2 separate regions of the Callithrix jacchus genome follow, and region 2 is linked to region 1. Evidence: chromatin contacts called from public Hi-C data. All regions are on one chromosome and are shown on one strand. The core of a region is the stretch at or near the end of the contact, and the rest is flanking DNA. Distances in the headings are between cores, read along the strand shown.

Region 1 (6,148 bases), core at 1,293-3,792:
ACTATGTAGTCTAGGCTGGTCTTGAACTCCTGGGCTGTGATCCTCTCACGTTGGTCTCCCAAAGTGTTGGGATTACAGGCATAAGCCACTGCACCAGGCCTCTTAAGTATTTCTAAAATCTGTTCACTTTTCTCATATCCATTTGCCTTTTTACTAGTCTTCTTTACCCCCCAACGTTTTCAACTAGTCATGAGGGGAAAAGAAGTGCACCACAGGGCAGCTGGAGAGTCAGGTGGGGACTGAAGTGTTACCTTTCCTCCAAAAGTCACAGGCTTTGTGTGAGAATGGGTCCCTCACCACACCAACTTCTCTATTCCTTATCTATCTAGCTGTAAACAAGGAATTTATTAAAAAGTCATGGCAAAAATCGAAATTACTTTTGCACAGACCTAGTACCTCCCATGCTTGTTTCCTATCTGTAGAATGGGAATGAGAACATGAACTACCTCATGGGACTGCTGTGCACAGGAAATGAGTTCATCAATACATGCAAAGCACAAAGAACAGAGACAGGGACATGATCAACAATCTGCTCTCCTGGTTACTGCATGATAGGGTTATAGCTTTTCAGGCTCTCGCTGCACTCTGAGGCCCTTTCTTAGCATTCACATGGCAGTGATTTTACATGGTATTTTTCAAATGGCCATCACATTAATATTTGTCTCTTCCTCTACTGTAAAATTCATGAAGCAGATACCAAGTCTGCCTTTGCTCTTCTTAACACAGTGCTTGGCAAAGGAAAGCACTGAAATATTTGTTAAGTAAATCTTTTAAGTAAAGCAAACCAATAAAGCAAACCAGTGACCCCAGTGGTTACCAGTCTGTAGTTTGGGACGTCTTCAGAAGTTCTCCGAATGTTTCCTATCTGCAATAGTTCTTCTCCAACCTCACTAATAGAATCACCTCAGAAGCTTTCAAATATACCCATGTTCAGGCTCCAGAGATTACATTTTGACTGGGATGGGGTTGGCCAGGGCCAGTATTGAAGACTCTAAATAATTCTAATATGCAGGTCAGGTTGGAAAGCTCCGGAGCTGCTATCATCAGCTTCAGTTCCGGTGTGAAGGCCTCCAATCCGATCTCTGCTTTAGAATTTGACCAACTACGGGCACCCTTGGTTGAATTACCCTTTCCTATCTATCTACATAATAGAGGGAAAATATGGGAAGCGGCAGCTTAATGGGCAGGACATAGGCGGATGGAACAAACGAGTAAGGCTCCTGCTGTTCAGACAATTGTAATCCTGGCAGCAAACCTGTTGGGCGACTCCCGGCCCAGGCACTCGCCAACCCACTCTCATTCAGAGCGTTCTGCCCCTAGAGGGCGAACACATTGGGTCATGAACTTCTTCTTTTTCTTCTTTTTTTAAAATGGGACTTTATTTATATTAAGAGCCACCACAGAGTTTCCCACGGTGTAAAAGATTGGTGGCGATGATTGCCTTAAAGGCTGAACTCCGCAACCCGTCCCTTCTGCGCGTTGCTCCCGAGGTAGATCACTGAGTCCTTTGCCTTCCCACTTGCCTCTCGCTCCACATCCGCCCACCTCTGCCCCGTCCACGGTCCGTTTACCCCCATTCTTGAACGATTCCATAGGAATTCCCCAACCCAGTTTCAAGGGTGACCCCAAGATATGAGGCCGCCCTTCGTAAAGCCACCGCAGGCTCCTTCAGTGGGCAGCCTCGGGAGCAGGGAGCCGGACGGCCGGGGGGCCCCGTGCGCCACTGGGGGCAGAGGTCCCCCCCCCGATCGCGGGAAACCGGGACTCACGTGTGGTTCTGCGGGAGGTCAGGGGGCCGCACTCTGGGGCTCACCCTGGCCTCGGAAGGCGGGTCCCGGCGCGGGAAGCCGCTGGCGTAGGCTGGCTGCGGAGCCACCCCCTCGGCGGGCGATCCCCTCACGCCCTGACTTGGGAGCCAACAAGCCGCGAGTCCACGGCCCTGGGCGAAAAGAGTCGCATTCCCTTCCTACTCCCTCAAGGGAAAGGGACCGAAACGCGCATTCCGGACCCCGCACAACAGGTCCTCCGGGCACCCGCGAGGCTGGGGAGGTCGGGGGCGACTGACTGCGGAGAAGGTAGAGCGTTCCACGGTCGCATTTCCTGCAGAGGGGCCTCTCCACTGACGGATCTCCTGTTACTTTACCGATCCCCAGACCCACAGCAAATCCTGAGTTTGGGGAGCAGGCATCATACCGAAGGCGCGGGGGGAGTGGAGTTCTGGACGCGTGGCATGGCACCAATCTGTTCTGTCCGGGAGCGAAGTTAGGTGGTGCAGGAAAAGAGCCTATATGCGCGCCCCAGGACCTGACTCTTGGGGCGATAGGCGTCCACTTACCTTGTGCCTGCGCCTCCATGGTGGCTGACTTCGAGCTGAGGACCACAGGGACACCCCGGTGCTTCCCAGAGCAGATGGCAGCTGTGCCTGGGCTCAGAACGCAGCTGACCCCGCCGCTCGCTCCCACTCCTGGCACGGGTGTCGTGAGCGCTGCGCGGAGGGGACTGGGACTCAGGCAGCCGCCACTGGCCGCTTCTGATTACCTCCGCCCCTTCCAGTCCACCTGGCCCAAACCAAGCTGGAAAGAGCTCGCCGCTGGGCGCCACCTGCCGGCGCTCTGCACGGCGGGCGGACGGCACCCTCTCCCGGCGCTCTACCGGCGAACCGCAGAGATATTGCAGGTTAGGCTCCAGACCCCCGCAATAAAGCGAGCAGTGCAAAAAAATGAGTCACACGAATTTTTCAGTTTCCTATTGCATATAAAAGGTACATTTACACTACGCTGTAGTCTAAAAGAGAAATGTACATAAATAGCTTAATTTTAAAAGATATTTTATTTCTAAAAAAAAAAGCTAAAGATCATCTTCACCTAATGGAAATCTTTTTGCTGGTGGAGGGCATTGCTTGGATGTTGACGGCTGCTGATTGATCCTGGTGGTGATTGCTGAGGGCTGGAAAAGCTATGTCAAGTTCTTAAAATGGGACAACAATAAAGTTTGCTGCAACAATTGACTTTTTAATGAAAGATTTTTCTGTAGCATGCGATGCTGGCTGATAGCATGTTATCCACATTGTAACTTTTTTTCAAAATTGGAGTCAATCATCTCAAACCCTGCCATTGCTTTATCAGCTAAGTTTATATAATTATAAATCCTTTGCTGTCATTTCAACAATGCTCTGAACAACTTCACCAGGAGTAGATTCCATCTCCAGTAACCACTGTCTTTGCTCATCTATAGGAAGCAACCCCTTAACCATTCAAGTCTTAGGAGATTGACCAACTTAGTCACATATTCAGGCTCCACTTCTAAGTCTAATTCTCTTGTTATTCCTACCACATCTGCAGTTACTTCCTGTTTTGAAATCTTTAATCCCCAAAGTTATTCAGGAAGGTTGGAAGCAACTTTTTCCAAAATCCTGTTAATGTTGACTTTTTGACCTCCTCCCATGAATTATGAATGTTCTTAATGGCATCTAGAATGGTGAATCCTTTCCAGAAAGTTTTTAATTTACTTTACCCAGATCCAACAGAAGAATCACTATCTATGGCAGCTGTATCCTTACAAAATATATTTCTTAGATAATAAGGCTTGAATGTCAAAATTATTCCTTTATCCATGGGCATCAGGATGGATGTTGTTTTTCCCAGGCATGAATACAGCATTAATCTCTTTGTACATCTCCATCAACGCTTTAGTCCAAGTATATTATCAATCAACAATAATATCTAGAAAGAAATAGTTTTTGAGTAGTAGGTATTAATAGTGGACTTAAAATATTCAGTAAGCCATGCTGTAAACATGTGTAAAGATGTGCTGTCATTCAAGTTTTGTTGTTCCATTTATAGAGCACAGGTGTTTTCTAGATGTGTCATTCAAGTTTGTTGTTCCATTTATAGAGCGTAATTCTTAGGGACTCTAAAATTTTTAGAATGGTAAATGAACTTTGGCTTCAATGTAAAGTCACCAGCTACTTTTGCCCATAACAAGAGAGTGGGTTTGTCCTTCGAAGCTTTGAAACCATGCATTGACTTCTTTGTAGCTATAAAAGTCCTTATTAGCATCTTCTTCCAGTATAAGGTTGTTTCATCTGCATTGAAAATGTGTTGTTTAGCGTAGCCACCTTCATCAATGGTTTTAGCCAGATCTTCTGGAGAACGTTCTGCAGCTTTGGCATCTGCTCTTCCTGCTTCACCTTACATTTTCATGTTATGGAAATGACTTATTTCCTTAAACTTCATGAGCCAGTCTCTGCTAGCTTCCAACTTTTCTTCTGCAGATTTCTCACCTCTCTCAGGCTTTATAGAATTGAAGAGAGTTAGGGCTTTGCCCTGGATTAGGCTGTGGTTAAGGGAATGCTGTGGCTGCTTTGATCTGGTTTAATCCAGACCACTCAAACTTTCCCTATAACTGCAAAAAGACTGTTTCACTTCCTTATTGTTCATGTGTTCACTGGAGTAGCACTTTTAATCTCCTTCAAGAAGTTTTCTTTCATATTGACAGCTTGAATAACTCACACAAGAGACCTAGCTTTTGGCCTGTCTCAGCTTTTGACACGCCTTCCTCACAAAACTTAATCATTTCTAGCTTTTGATTTAAGGTGAGAGACCTGACTCTTCCTTTCATGTGAATACGTGAAGGCCATTGTAGGGTTATTAATGGTTATAATTACAATATTGTTGTGTCTCAGAGAATGGAGAGGCCTAAGAAGAGGGAGAGAGATGGGGAAACAGCTGGCCAGTGGAGCAGTCAGAACACATACAAGATTTATTGATTCAGTTCACTGTCTTATATGGGCATGACGGTGGTCACCCAAAATAATTACAATGGTGACATCAAAGATCACTGACCCCAGATCACCATAACTGATATAATATAATAAAAAACTTGACATATTGTGAGAATTACTAAAGTATGACACAGAGACATCAAGTGAGCACATGGCATTGGAAAAATGGCACCAATAGATTTGCTCAACACAGGGGTACCACAAACCTTCAATTTGTTAAAAACGTGATGGTTCACACCTGTAATCCCAGCACTTTGGGAGGCCGAGGTAGACAGATTGCGAGTTCAGGAGTTAGAGATCATCCTGGCTAACATGGTAAAACCCTGTCTCTACTAAAAATACAAAAAGTTAGCTGGGCGTGGTAGCACATGCCTGTAGTCCCAGCTAATTGTGCGGCTGAGGCAGGAGAATTGCTTGAACCCAGGAGGCGGAGGTTGCAGTGAGCTGAGATCGCACCATTGCACTTCAGCCTGGTTGACAGAGGGAGACTCCATCTCAAACAAGACAAAAAAAAACAACCCGCCACCAACAAAAGATAGTATCTGTGAAACATAATGAAGAGAAGCGCAGTAAGATAAGGTATGCCTGTAAAGGTCTGATGCAACTGAAGTTGTCCTTGAGGTTTGCAGCATGGGACAAATGCCCTGGACAGAGGAAGAGAACATGGTCTTACATTACTGAGGCCACTACTCTTAGTGGCGAGACAAAGTTAGGTTTCCACAAGCGTTGGTTCCAACATCTTTGTCAACTGATTGATACACAATTTTCACAGCCAACAGCACTAGAACTCATATCACAATGAAGTTTATTAAGCTTGTTTAATATTTGTATTTTCTCTCTAAGGCTCATCACAGCCTTCTTGCACCTAGGAACACTAGATGCTTGGGGGCCCAGAAAAATCACACATACACATACAAAACGTCTGTTTATAGGCAGGAGAGATGAAACAAGAAGGCAGGGCTGCCTTGTTTTTCCTCAGTGGGAAACTTGAGTCTACTGGGGCCTCTGTCCATGTGTGCCTGTAGGTTGTACTTGCAGGTCAATGAGGCCAACAAGTTTACAAACAGGACTAGAAACTCACAGTCCTGTTCAAAGGCTTGACTTTCTAATGTGATTAGAAAGAATGATAAGCAGCAAGAAATATCAGCTCCCACCTCTACTCTACTGGCTTTTGACTGTTACAGATTTTTCCTTTTCTCAACATCTACACAGTCTTCATCTGTAATATGTAATATGGTATTTATTTACATTTGGTCTTAAATAGTTTGCCATTTGGGTTTTTTTTTTCTCTTCTTAAAATAGATGGTAAAGTCTGTCAGGGTTGAGTGTGGGTATATTAAACCTCCCATAATTTCTTCCAAAAAG
Region 2 (5,293 bases), core at 2,747-5,246, 150 kb before region 1:
GCTAGAGCTTCAGTTCTGGTACCACTATTTCCTGGCTTTGAAAACTGAGGCCAGTTCTTCAGATTTGGTGCACCTCAGTTTTCTCAACTGTAATGTGGTATCATTAATACCTTGGAGTGATATTGAGAGAATAAAACAAGATGAGAGATGTAACAATGCTTCACACTAACAGAGGCTCAATCAGCTGTAGCTTTGATTATTATCACTCTGAGTCCAGAGTTTTGTGTACTCACAGATACATAATAGCTTTCTCAATAGTGGCAGATTTTTGCCCCTGTTCTGGCCACAGATCACTTTAAGAATCGTCTAAACAGAAAAAGTCTCATAAGCAACACAATTTGTAGACAATTTCAGGGATAGTCACTGGTTCCACTGAAGTGTATATTGGGTCCAAATAAAGAATTCCTTTAATGAGAACCTTCTAATTTCAAACATCCTTTCTTCCAATTGACTCAAGTATGTTGTGCCAAATCTCCTTCCTTGCTCGTTGCTTTAAAATGGGATCACCTGCTGTGGAAATAAAATGATTCCTATTTCCTCTAACCTAATGCTAGAGGAAGATGCTTGACCAACGCATCATTGAAACATGTCTTTGGTTTTGTGAAGTAGAAACAGGCTTGCCAATTTCCCTTCTTCAACAGAAAAGGGGAAGAAAGCTATTTGGTAAAAAGGGATTCAGCACATCCAGTATGATTATCCACAATATTAGTTTCCTATTACTGTTGTAACAAATTACCATAAACTTAGCACAAACTTATCATCTTACAGTCCTGGAGGTCAAAATGGGCCTCACTAAGCTAAAATCGAGGGGTGTACCATGCTGCATTCCCTCCTGGAAGCTCTAGGGAAGAATCTAATTATCCTGTTTTTTTCAGCTTTTAGAATCCTCCTGCATTCCTTGGCTCATGACCCCTTCCATCTTCAAAGCCAGCAACGGCCAGTTTGAATCTTTCTCCCATCAAATCCCTTTGGTATTCACTCTTCTCTTTCCCTTTTCCACCTTTAAGAACCCTTGAGATTACATCTCACTCATCAGGATAATCCAGGATAATCTCCTCATTTTAAGTTCAGCTGATTAGCAAACTTAATACCATATGCTACCATTCCCCTTTGCCATGTAATATAGAAATATTTAAGTGCTGGAAAAAAATCAGCACAGACATCCTTAAGAGGCTACTATTCTACCTACTAGAGTCAAACATGTTGGTGTCTTTAATGATATAGTAGGAATAAATCGTGTTGCAAACCCCATGAACATATGCAGTTTAGCAAACAAAGAAGTTGGCACTATTTTTGAGTTTTCACAATAACAAGTGCATTTTTAGACAGTAATGTCCCCTTCAAAATTCCATATCATCTTTAAATAGAGTTCCTCAAAAACTATACTCAATTCATACTTTTTCAGCAATTTGACATCTTCCAACTCCTGATAACTTAGGTAACCGGAGAAATTCTTTACAGTTCACTACACAAATGTCTTTGGTTAAGATAACTCACATGTACTTTGCAAAGAAAGTTGCAAATACAGACAGAGATACATGGAGACTAAATCTAGCCTGCATGAATCAGGAGGAGCTCAAAGGAAATCAAGGCATTGTTGGCAAAAGAAAATAAGGCTGCTTAGAAGCAACTGTAAGGGCTGCACTGCACATTCACCAGCTAGCTTGCAGCTCCATTGCTTCATGGCACCAATCTCTAGAAAGCCCCTCATTACAATCTTCTGCAAATCCAGCACCCTCATCTTCCATATTCTCCTGGATCTTTTTGTTCATTTGCTTTTGTATTACTCCAGTGGATCTGACTGACTTTGCCTCTGATTCTTTTTCCTTCTTTTTAACCCTTGATTCTTCCATTTTTAAAAAATTTGTAATGTTTTAGAGACATATTCTGTTTCCCAAGCTGGAGTGATCATAAACCACTGCAGTTTCAAACTCCTGGGCTCAAGTGATCCTCCCATCTAAGCCTCCTGAGTAGCTGGGATAAAGGCACAAACCACCACACCTGGCTTGATCTTTATTTAGCACCACTTACCATCATAAAAATGGCTTCCAGCTCATTTTCCTAACCATGTTTAATACAAGCCCCAATGTCCTTGGCATTTATTTGGTTCTTAGTCATATTTAATGTTTTGCTGAACCAGTCTTCAAAAAAACTATTTCATGCCTTCTTTCTCCATATATTAATCCACTCTCGCATTGCTATAAAGAACTATCTGAGACTAGGTAATTTATAAATAAAAGAGATTTCATTGGCTGTACAGGAAGCACGGCTGCAGAAACTTAAAATCATGGTGAAAGGTAAAAGGGAAGCAGGCATTGTCTTCACATGGCGGAGCGGAAGAGAAAGAGAGCAAAGTGGGGAAGTGCTACACCCTATTAAACAACCAGATCACTAGAGAACTCACTCACTATCACAAGAACAGCAAGGGGAAAGTCAGCCACCATAATCCACTCACCTCCCACCAGGCCCTTCCTCCAACTTTGAGGATTACATTTGACGTGATATTTGTGGGGTCACAGAGCCGAACCATATCACTCCTTAAACCTCAAATGCCTCCTCCTCTATTCACAAATATTCTAGCCTCCTTTCTTCCCAGAGGCCTCCACAGGACCCCTTTGACGTTAGATGTGGCAGTGTTACTTATTTTGCCAATGATATGTAGACAAAAGGTCATATATCACTTCCAGAGACAGGCTTTAAGAACCAGAGTGCCACTTTTCTTTTTCCCAATTTTGGCAAAAGAGGGGCAAAGAAAGCCTCCCAACTCCCTGAGTGAAGTTGGAGCAAGCAGCATCCTCTAACTGATCTGCAACAGACACTTAGCATGAGAGAGAAATAAACCTTTGATGTGTTAAACTGCTGAGATACAGGAAATAAGGCGGTTACTTATTACTATAACATCCCAGCCTCTACTTTGCTTCCTAATTTGGTGAGAAAATAGAAGCAATCAAAAAAGAACTTCTACAACCTCCCATAACCACATCTGTGACTGATTATTAGTCACCATTTATTCTGTCCTCCTCTGACAGCTAAATGAAGTCTCCATATTCCTATCTAAAGCCAATGTTTTATCTTGTACACTAGATAGGAACTATTTTTCCTTACTCAAGGCTGACATTCAAATATTTCTCTCCTTTGTCTCTTATATAGTCAATGCTTCCCTTTCTACTAGATCACCTCCATCGGTAAATAAACATACACAGTATCTCCTGTTTTTAAACAATCTCTCCACTAGTTAACATCACCCAATCCCATCTCCAATGTGTCGAAATACTTGCTCCTATTTTCTTGAAAATTATCTTACTAGGTTCTGCTTGCCCACTACACTGAAAACCGCTTTTGTCAGAGTCACCCATAATATAAAATTTACTAAGTCTGGAAGTCAAATCTTGGTCCTTATCTGACGTCAAATAGACTTGGTTGACCATATTCCTTCCTTTTTGAATTTTTTTTTTCTACATGGCTTCCAAGACACACTTATCTCTTAATCCTCTTCCTGCCTCACTAGCTGCTCCCTCTCCATCTCCCAAAGTCTAAATGTTGGGGTTGAGCCCTTGGATGTCTTTTCTTCTTCATTCACACTCTCTTGCCTGGTGACCTCATCTAGTTTCATGGTTTTACACTGTCAACTGAAGAATAATGAGGTTCATAAATTTAGAAAGGAAGTGTCCAGTATGTGCCAAGCAAAGTGTCCACCGCTGGTGGAGCAATGCCTAACCAGCAGTCACCAAGGCCAGGAAGGTGAAGATTGGACAGAAGGGCCTGAGAAAACCGTGAGAAAGTGAAGGAGGGGGAGAAGGAACCAGAGGAAAAAGAGGGGGGGAGAGGAAGGGGGAAGAGGGGAAAGCGGAAGTAGGGGAGGAGAAAGAGGAAGAGGAGGGAGTTGGAAAGGGGAGAAGGAAGAGGGTCAGAAGGAAGAAGAAGGGGAGGAGAAAGGGGAAGAAGGGGAAGAAGAGCGGGAAGGAAAACAAGGGGGAGGAGAAGGGAGGGGAGGAGCTTCGCCACGGCCTGCTCTTCCCAGCCGGGATCCGTGGCCGTATGGCTTCGGTCTCCTCTGCGGGCTTCTCAGGCCACGGGGCTCGTTCACTGCTGCAGTTCCTGCGGCTGATGGGGCAGCTCAAGGTGAGCGGGCAGCGGGCCGGGAGGCCGCGGCCGAGCAGGCGGGACAGTGAGGCGGCGCAGCTTCCGGCTCCCAGCTCGGCCCGCGGCCTTTCCCAGTTCCGCGCCGTCCCGCCATGCCGAATTTGGGAAAGGCGCCGGCCTTGCGGAGGCGTCTGGGACGCCCATACTGGACGGTGGGCGGAGGAAGAAGCCGGAGGGGAGGCAGGGCGGGGATGGGGCCGCGCGGAGTTTGAGCCCAGACCCCGGAGCCGCTAGGGCCGCCACGCAGCCCGGCTGGTTCCCGGAGAGCAGCTGGCCTGGGCCGGCCTGTGCTGAGCGCTTGCGTGCGTGTGCGTGTGCGTGTGCGTGTGCGTGTGCGTGTGTGTGCGTGTAGAGCATGGCTGCTTCTGAGCACCAGTCGGAAGAACAGATTTTAAGTCGAGTGCTTTACCTCTGTTTCACAGTTACATCCCAAAACAAGACTTTTCTCCCCCCGCCAACTCCCCAAACAGGATTTAACATAACACACTGGAGTTTCATCATGTGTGTCTTCCACGTCTCTCTCCCAAGTTCAAAGCAAATTATCTGTTTCATGCCACTCTACTATTTATAACATTCTTTAGAGATGTAGAATTCTGAGGAAGAAATGCAGCTTCACAAGATCAAGTTATGATGTGAATAAAAGGAAGAGTCACAACTGTTGGTAGCATCAAGCAATGAGAAGGAGTCGTGACTCAACACGTAATGAGAAGTGCCTTTATACCTTGTGCATCAGAATTTGGAATTGTATCACTCGTTCAAGTTCGAGCCTTTAACACAGTGTTTTCTGCTTGTATAGGATTGTTTGAAGGCAAAAAGCTGCAACTCCTGTAGTTAGGAATAATGCAGTTTTGTTTTGTTTAAAGGACTTACATGTGTTCCATAATTATACACCAGTAACAGTAATTTGATGAATGGACTTTGTGACTTACCTCGCTCTGTCTTCTCCTTCTTTTATTCTGAGTTCTCTAGTTTATTTGATTCCAGAGATCTATCATTTTAGTTTAGTAAAACATTTTGTAATAGGTTCTGAAGCTATGACTCGGCCTCTGTGTGTTATATCCTGGACATCTCTTGAAGAGCATAACCGATAGTTAACATTGGTTTCTTAAACCTTCTTTTTCTTTTTCGTATTTATCAGAGAGTCCCACGG

Evidence for each region. A called contact is a pair of places that touch in the nucleus more often than the background predicts.
Region 2: a Hi-C map of skeletal muscle shows a contact between it and region 1, with 4 times the contacts expected there. The contact joins the promoter of HDDC2 here to the promoter of TPD52L1 in region 1. A contact is called at or near these places in 2 of 3 Hi-C or Micro-C datasets (both in skeletal muscle).

What each region holds. Positions count from the first base shown.
Region 1 is chr4:131,742,960-131,749,107 of calJac240_pri, reverse strand. It overlaps TPD52L1 (TPD52 like 1), which reads right to left and starts at 2,542. Exons shown (of 8, transcript XR_013534908.1): 1 at 2,336-2,542.
Region 2 is chr4:131,899,748-131,905,040 of calJac240_pri, reverse strand. It overlaps HDDC2 (HD domain containing 2), which reads left to right and starts at 3,996. Exons shown (of 7, transcript XR_013534909.1): 1 at 3,996-4,122; 2 at 5,282-5,293.